Linked DNA regions of Ovis aries: region 2 is linked to region 1. Evidence: chromatin contacts called from public Hi-C data. All regions are on one chromosome and are shown on one strand. Each heading gives the region's core, a stretch centred on a gene start, on an enhancer-like site or on the middle of the called end of the contact. The rest is flanking DNA. Distances are from core to core; before and after follow the strand shown. Region 1 has its middle 19 kb from the start of SRSF3. Region 2 holds the start of C20H6orf89 (chromosome 20 C6orf89 homolog).

Region 1 (3,922 bases), core at 673-3,172:
TCCAGGGTTATTCCTCCTCCTATTTTGAACTGCCATTCCAGCCTCCCCCCGGCCCCTCCCGCCCAGACGCCTTCCCCGGGCTCAGAACCTGCACAAAACAAGCTCTCAGTAAAGCCTCAGTGGTTTGTGGCCAGGATTTTTTTTTTTTTTTTAACACTTTGGCTCTAAAACAGTTTCCTCACTTGGCACTTCATGTCCACCACCTCCTGGGGTGGGCCCTAAGAAGTGGCGGCCCTCCCCACCAACCAGCTACTATATATGTCACTTATCGTGTGGCTTTGACACTCAGAGAGGGCTTCCCAGGTAAAATTACCTGAATAACTAGACATAACTGGACACGTGGTCTCCAAACCACAGTTTCTAGGCTTCCTAATTGGTGAGTTGAGAGACATGGCATCTGTTTGCCCAAGAAATATGAGCCAGGCAGCTCTACATCAACAGCCCGCTTTCCACCCTGGATGGGGCAACAGCTGCTTTAACTTGGCTGTTTGTGCACTAAAAAAAGAAATTCCATGGTGACCGACCAGTTGACTCAAGCCAGCTCCCAATGTGAGGAGGTACTTTCAAAGTAATCCCTGATGACACCAAACGCTCCCCACCCAGTCCTTAATGAAAAGAAAAAACAAGGGCAAACCTTGAGCAGGAATTTGCATCAGTTGATATTCCAAACCTCCTGGAGTGTGTGGAGTCTCAGCTAGAGTTGCATCTAGGAGGTCGCAGGCCTAACAGCCCCCTCCAGGCAAGCTGGTCCCCCCTCCCCAGAGACAGGGCACTCTCCCCGCTCCCTGAGAAGGATCACAGCGCCATCAGGAAGGTCCGCTTCTGAGGCTGGGGGTGGGGAGAGAGCAGGAGATTGACTTGGCCAGCAGCATGTCCGGGCCGGACTGTCCATGGGCCTCCTTGGACAGCATGCTCAGGTCTTCCCCACAACCACACTTATCACACACTAGGCTTTCTCCTCAATGCATTCCATACGTAGCTCTTTTTAAAATTCTATTTTTATTTTTGGTTGCAGCGGGGCTCCGTTCAGTGCACAGGCTTCCTCTGGTCGCAGAGAACAGGAGCTGCTCGCTGCCCTGGCCTCTCGTCGGGGAGCACAGGCTCTAGGCACAAGGCGTCTTAGATGTGGCCCCCATGTGCTTGTGGCGCACGGGCGTAGTTGCTCCAAGGCACGCGGAGTCTTCCCCAACCGGGGATCCTGTGTCCCCTGCACTGGCAGGCGGATTCTTGTCCACTGTGCAGCCAGGGGAAGTCCCACACACAGCCAGGAAGGTAGGCCAAATTATTTCTGCCGTTCTACAGGCGGGGAAACTGGAGCCCAGGAATGTTGACTGTCTCACCTGTAACCACTTGGAAGTGGCCAGGCTGGTTGGAACCTGGGTCCCGAGGCCATTCTCTGAGTCTAGAGCTATGTGGACTTTAGTGTGTGCCCTTCCTACCCCTTGAGAGTGCCACCACCGCCTCTCCAGCACCACCGCCCATGCTTCATGCCTCCAAGTCACCACTATCTGCGTGGACTTCGCACTCTGCCCCTGTGGACCCAGAAGAAGTGCTTCCTCGTAAGAGCACATCGCCCAGTTTTATAGTTTCCTCCTAGACTCTTTGGCAACACCTGAGCCTGCTGCTTCCCTCTTCCCCATCCCCACACTCAGTCACCCTCACACACTCAGAATTACACTAGTCTCTCTCACACACACACTAGACATACACATTCACAGACGGACACACAGAAGCGGTGATGACATTCACACACACATAAGAGCCGCTCAGCTCTGTGACGGCTAATGGGATGAGAACTACTTTCTAGAAAATCCTGCCTGACTTTCCTTAAAGCCCTTTTTCCCAGCCCCTGGAGCTCCAGGCTTCTCCCTCGTTTCATATTTCATGAGTCACTCTCGCTCCGAGGACCACGCCCCCCTTCCTGCGCCCACAGGCAAATCTGGATGTTCTTCCCCGTGCTGCCACCTTGTGACCCGAGCCCAGAACTGTGGGCTCTGTGCCCAGGGGAGACCCGCTTCCCCAGGAGGTTCCAGGAGCCCGGCGGGCTGTTAGGAGAGGTCTACATCCAACTGTCCATCTGCAGACGGGCAAGCCGAGTAAACCAAGTTGCCCTCTTCCTCCAGCTGGTTGTCAAGGGCACAGTCAGCTGGCATGGCAGATGAGAGGGTGGGCCCCACGGACCAGTGCGTGTCAGGCTTGAGCTCACAGACGTGCGTGTGACCGGCTCTCACCTCACTCGCTCCACTCGGGGACACTTCCAGGCCTCTCTGGCTTTGGTGAGGCGGCAGCCCGGGTGTGCCCCCTCCTTCCCTCCTTGAGCCCAGAGCCAGTGTGTTTCAGGCAGAGTGATTTCAGCTTGTCTCTTTTACTCAGTTTTATTTTTGGCCCTCTGGTGCAGTGATGAGTCAGCCCTACTCCCCAGATGCCATCACCGTGCCCGGCTAGGCCCCTCTTCTGTATTTCCCTTCACTCCCATCCCCCCGCAGCACAGGCAGCCATTCTAGCGTAGCCTTCTCTTTGTCTGTATTCTAAGTGCAGGGTTTGTAGGTGTGTTACCGCACCGCATAGCCTGCTGCAGCCTTACTCTTTCGTTACCATTTTCCTGTTATTTAAAGTGTTTGGGGGAAGGGTTATAATAGACACAACCTATTCCAGAGTGGAAGTGCCTTACACTGAGACTCTGTATTAGTGATCATGGAAGTGACTGCACTTTTTCACTGATTTGTGTTTCCTCGAACATAACCTCAGGATTGTGGGTCATGGGCACCCCCACTGGGCAAGGCTGCCCAGAGGCCTGGATCCTCACCCTCAGCTCTGCCTGAGACCCCCTGCAGGTTTTTCACTCTCTGACCTGTGGATTCCTCATCGTTAAACAGCCCTTAAACTAAGGCCCTTGGAAAGACCCATCTACCTTAAATGGTCTTTGACACTCAGAAAGGTGCTGTCTAGGAGTCACCAGCCCTGGAATTCTTACCCTGAAGCCAGACAGCCTAGGTTCCAGTTCCAGCCTCCCCATTTGCTGCCATGTAATACTGGGCAAGTTACTTAACTGTGTCTTTCTTTTTTAACTTGAAGATAGTAATACCTACTCTCTGAGGGTTGCAGTGAAGATTAAATCAATTAAATTAGGTGAACAGTGCTGGGCACCCACTAAGCATTCATTAATGATTACTGGAGGTTTTTTTTATTTTGTTTTAAATTTTATAATAGCCCTATGTTCCTATTTTACAGATGACAAGACCAAGGCTCAGGGAGCCAAGTAACATGCCCAGGCTTACATAACAGTATTACTAGGAGCTAAATCTAGGTCTCCCAACTCTGAATGCTATGGTCTTCCCACCAGACAAAGCCTCAGGACTTCAATGTGCAACCTGGAGACATTATGCAAAACCTTCTTGATACCAGTCTGAGTGACAAGAGGTGACCCAGCCCACTGCACAAACAAGTCCTGGCCCTGGCAGTCTTCATTCCTCACTGGCATCCTGTTCCTTTACACCCACTTGCCCTCTCTGACAAAGACACTGCTTCCTTTAGGGTTCTGTGGGTATCCACATAGCCTCTGAATCAATGTGAACCACAGTGCCAGCCCTGTTAATAGCAGACACAAAACTGAGATGTGCTGGAAGAGCTTGGGGCTAAGGAGTCAGGCCTGGGTTCTAGTCCTGGCTGTGGCATTTCCTCACTCTGGGAGGAAATTTTCCTTCTCTAAACCTCAGTTTCCACATCTGTGCAGTGGGAATAGCAACTGTTAAAAGTTGTGTGAGGACTGTTTGTGTGACTATTCCGATCTTAATAAAATACGAACATTTGCCTGACCACTGTCTAACAGAAAGTTCCTGTTAAAAATCCTGATGCCAGGATTTCCCCAGTGGGTCCAGTGGTTGAGAACCCACCTACCGTGAGGCAACCAAGCCTGTGCACC
Region 2 (3,922 bases), core at 910-3,409, 260 kb before region 1:
CCCCTTTTCTCCTTTCTGCGCCTGTCTCTACAAATTATTTTTCTAAAACACAAATTGGCTCACATTGCTCATCTATTCAAAGCACTTTAGCACTTTCCTTGACTTCCCACGCCTGGCTAGGGAACAATTTAGCATGGTGGTTAAGAATACCAGAACTGGAGTCAGAAAAAGCTGAATTCAAATACTAGATTCTTCATCTATTGTGTGGCCATGAGACACTGTTCTAACCTCTCTAAAGCCTCAGAGTTTTTTATCTATAAAATAAGGATAATTGTGTCTTTCCAACCATGTTGTTAATCAATTACAAGGTGATATATCTAAAACATTTGTCTTATTACCCAAATTAAATACTTAATAATTATAATAAGATGAAGTCCAAATTACTTAGCATGACCCACTGGTTACTGCCTATCTGTTCAGTCTCGTTTCCCATTCTTTCCTCATATTCTTTGCTGCCATACTATTTCACACCTTTCTGCTTCTGTACACATAATTTTCTGCTTACAAAAACTATCCTCCTGTGCTTTGTCCAATGAGTGAACACTATTTCTGCCCTTTGAATCTCAGCCCTTCATTTCTGCCCTTTGAACCTTAAACACAACCCTATCACCCTGTATTACATCTATTCCTTGTCTTCCTTGCCACGAAACTGTTTCTTGAAAGCAGATTTTTTGGAGAAAATAACAACACAAACTAATAACAGACATGGAAATTCACCTCAGAGATATGGAAACTTATCACTGCCTGTTGAACAATTTATAGAAAAGACCTAATCATTTTGTTCACAAACTAATGGTTTATTTTACTTATTTTTCAAAAACACATCAGCCTAATGAGAGTTTAGGTGAGCAAGATAGGAACTTCACACTTGGATTTTGTGTGTGTGTGGAGCTTTAAATAGCTGTGGAAGAACAGGGATTTGAACTGGGTCTTGAAAACTGTTTTGGTCTAAAGCAGAAAGGGCAAACAGGGCCTGTGGTATTCGAATTGGTGGATGTGAACTTCAGTCAAAACTTCAATGTAGCAAAGCTAAATTTAGGTTAAAGCATGTCCTTCCTTAAAGGGAAACTGTCATAACTCAAACAAGCAAATTTATTAAGGGAAAGATGTCCATAGAAGCTTCCACTATGGGAACAACCAAATGAGCAAATAGGAAGCGCCAGAAATTATTCTGGAAGTAGTCTCTATTATGAGTGAAAGTGTTAGTCCCTCAGTCTGACTCTTTGCAACCCCATGGACTGTAGCCGGCCAGGCTCCTCTGTCCAAAGAATTCTCCAGGCAAGAATACAGAAATGGGTTGCCATTTCCTCCTCCAGGGGATCTTCCTGACCCAGGGATTGTACCCACTTCTGCACTGCAAGCGGATTCTTTATCATCTGAGCCACCAGGGAAGCCCCTATCATGAAGAGAAGGCCAAATACCTTAAAACTGGTGTAATGGCAAATACCAAGGATATGCAGGCTCTTAGACCAGAAAAGAAGTGTGGCTTGCAGGACTACTGATCTTAAAATACTAGGCAACATGAAGCAGGCAAATTTCCTTGTTCTAAATGGAGATTACAAACAGCTCATTTAATCAAGCCAATAAACCAAGTCATATTCCTTTCTGAAATCCGAGATGCCATGTTTATCATAAAAAAATAAAATTAAAAAAAAAATTCCTTCCCTAACAATTATCAGAAAAAGATGTTTCGGAGTGGGGCGGGAAATCTACTGTAAACATTCAAAAAAAAAAAAAAAAAGACAAAGCTAAAAGGGCAATGAAATATAGACTTCGCTAGGACCGCTGTTTTGGTCACTATTGTGACCCCGCGAAACAAATTCAATTAGGGCGAACTCTCTGCTCTCCGCGGCAGAGCCAAGGAAAAGGGAGAAGTCTTAAGAAAGTTGACCCCGGGGGAGTTGGTGAAGGGTGCTGTCAGTCCGCAAAACGCCAAAGGCTCAGAGAAGGGGTCAGCGCAGGGGCAGGAGTGGCACTGGCGCGGAAAGGTGGGCTGCGCGAGGAGTTTACAGACGGGTGCGGCGACAGTGTTGTCACGAAGCTGCCTCCCCCCTCCCGGCCTCGGGCCCCAGTCACTCACATGCGAGGCCCGCGCCCCCTCGGGCTCCTCCCGCCTCGGGGACAGCAAGCCGCCGGGCGAGGAGGATAGGCCGACAACTTCCTACTTCCGGGCGCGCAACCCGGAAGCAACTCCCACTCCACAGACGAGGCCGCGCTCCTTCTTCCCGCCGGAAGCTTCCGCCAGAAGTAGAACAGGCGATGTCTCGGAGAACTTGGGAACTATCACGAGATCTGGAGAGCACGGCTTCTTGCTCCCCCTGGCGGCCAGTTCTTCCCTCTCGGTCTTCTGCAGTCCTCGCCAGCGGTCTCTTTGTGAGCCAATGCCGACTTCATCGCTGAACTAATTCACTCAATGAGTATTTGTTGAGCCTCCTACTATGTGACAGGCAGCGTGTTAGGCATTAAGAGAAGGAAGTGGGAGGGATAACGTAAGAAATCTAAAAGAAAGGCAGACAAATAGATCACTCAAATTTAGGCACGGCACACTCATTACTCTTTATACACTTTATACACTCTTTATACACTCTTTATACTCTCATTAATGTTTACTCTTCGCCACACATTACAAAGGACTTTATATTCGTGAAACTTCTTCAACAACCTTCATTTACCCTCTTACTAACCAAGCTGAAGTTTATGGGAAGGTTAAATTGCTCGAGATTCGCGTCTGCCTGTTGGAGAAGGCAATGGCACCCCACTCCAGTACGCTTGCCTGGAAAATCCCATGTATGGAGGAGCTTGCTGGGCTGCAGTCCATGGGGTCGCTAAGAGTCAGATACGACTGAGCGACTTCACTTTCACTTTTCACTTTCATGCAATGGAGAAGGAAATGGCAACCCACTCCAGTGTTCTTGCCTGGAGAATCCCAGGGACGAGGGAGCCTAGTGGGCTGCCGTCTATGGGGTCGCACAGAGTCGGACACGACTGAAGCGACTTAGCAGCAGCAGAGTCTGCCTGCAGTGCGGGAGACTTGGGTTCGATCCGTGGGTTGGGAAGATCCCCTGGAGAATGAAATGGCAACCCACTCCAGTAATCTTGCCTGGAAAATTGCATGGACTGAGGAGCCTGGTAGGCTACAGTCCATGGGGTCTCAAAGAGTCGGACACACCCAGCGACTTCACGTTCGCTGTGCTCAGATTCTGATCTGGAACACGCCCTGTGTGAATGTTGAACTGAACTGGATAAGGCATGCCTGCTCAGTCATGTCTTACTGTGACCCCATAGCCTGTAGCCCTCCAGGCTCCTCTGTTCATGGAATTCTCCAGGCAAGAATACTGGAGTGAATTGCCATTTCCTACTCCAGGGGATCTTCTTGACCTTGGGATTGAACTCCTGTCTCCTGCATTGCTGGCTGATTCTTTACCACTATGCCACCTGGGAAGCCCAACTGCATAAGGACAGGGTCCCTAACATAGGTTATTGACAGTCTACTTGGTGAGAAGAAAATCGGAGACAAGCATTTAGACAGTGATGGAATGTGGCACCAAATTAAAGATCAAGAAGAGAGAAGGAGAGTCTCCTACAGACAGGATGAGTAGACAGGAGATGGAACAGGGGAGATTGGGTGAAGTTTGGTAAAGCACTGCAAGGGAAAAGACTAGCTTGGGCAGAAGACTGAAAGTGGGAATGCTGATTCCACATATAAGGCTTGGATAATAAAGTAGTCCAAAATCTGACTGGAGAAGTCAGTGAGCGGTCAATGATGAAGGGCCTTCAAGCTCAGGCCAAGTGATTTGGGATTTTAATAGGCAAAGAGAAACCATTTAATACTTCATGGCAATATCTTATAGCATTTCAGAGGAGGGCTTTGGCTGCTGTGTGTAAAATAGATTACTAGAGGGAAACCAAAGGGCAGGGAATC

What was found. Hi-C and Micro-C count contacts between places; a contact is called where the count stands out from the background.
Region 2: a contact with region 1 is called in a Hi-C map of blood, with 3 times the contacts expected there. The contact joins the promoter of C20H6orf89 here to the enhancer-like site in region 1. A contact is called at or near these places in 2 of 16 Hi-C or Micro-C datasets (blood and skin fibroblasts).

What each region holds. Positions count from the first base shown.
Region 1 is chr20:10,625,946-10,629,867 of ARS-UI_Ramb_v3.0, reverse strand. No RefSeq gene overlaps it. Among named protein-coding and RNA genes, the nearest start is that of SRSF3, 19 kb to the right of the region's middle. Within about 2 kb of position 1,922, at least 38 of the 54 cell types and tissues checked have an H3K27ac peak or open chromatin away from gene starts, as enhancers often do.
Region 2 is chr20:10,885,687-10,889,608 of ARS-UI_Ramb_v3.0, reverse strand. It overlaps C20H6orf89 (chromosome 20 C6orf89 homolog), which reads right to left and starts at 2,159. Exons shown (of 9, transcript XM_060403145.1): 1 at 2,081-2,159.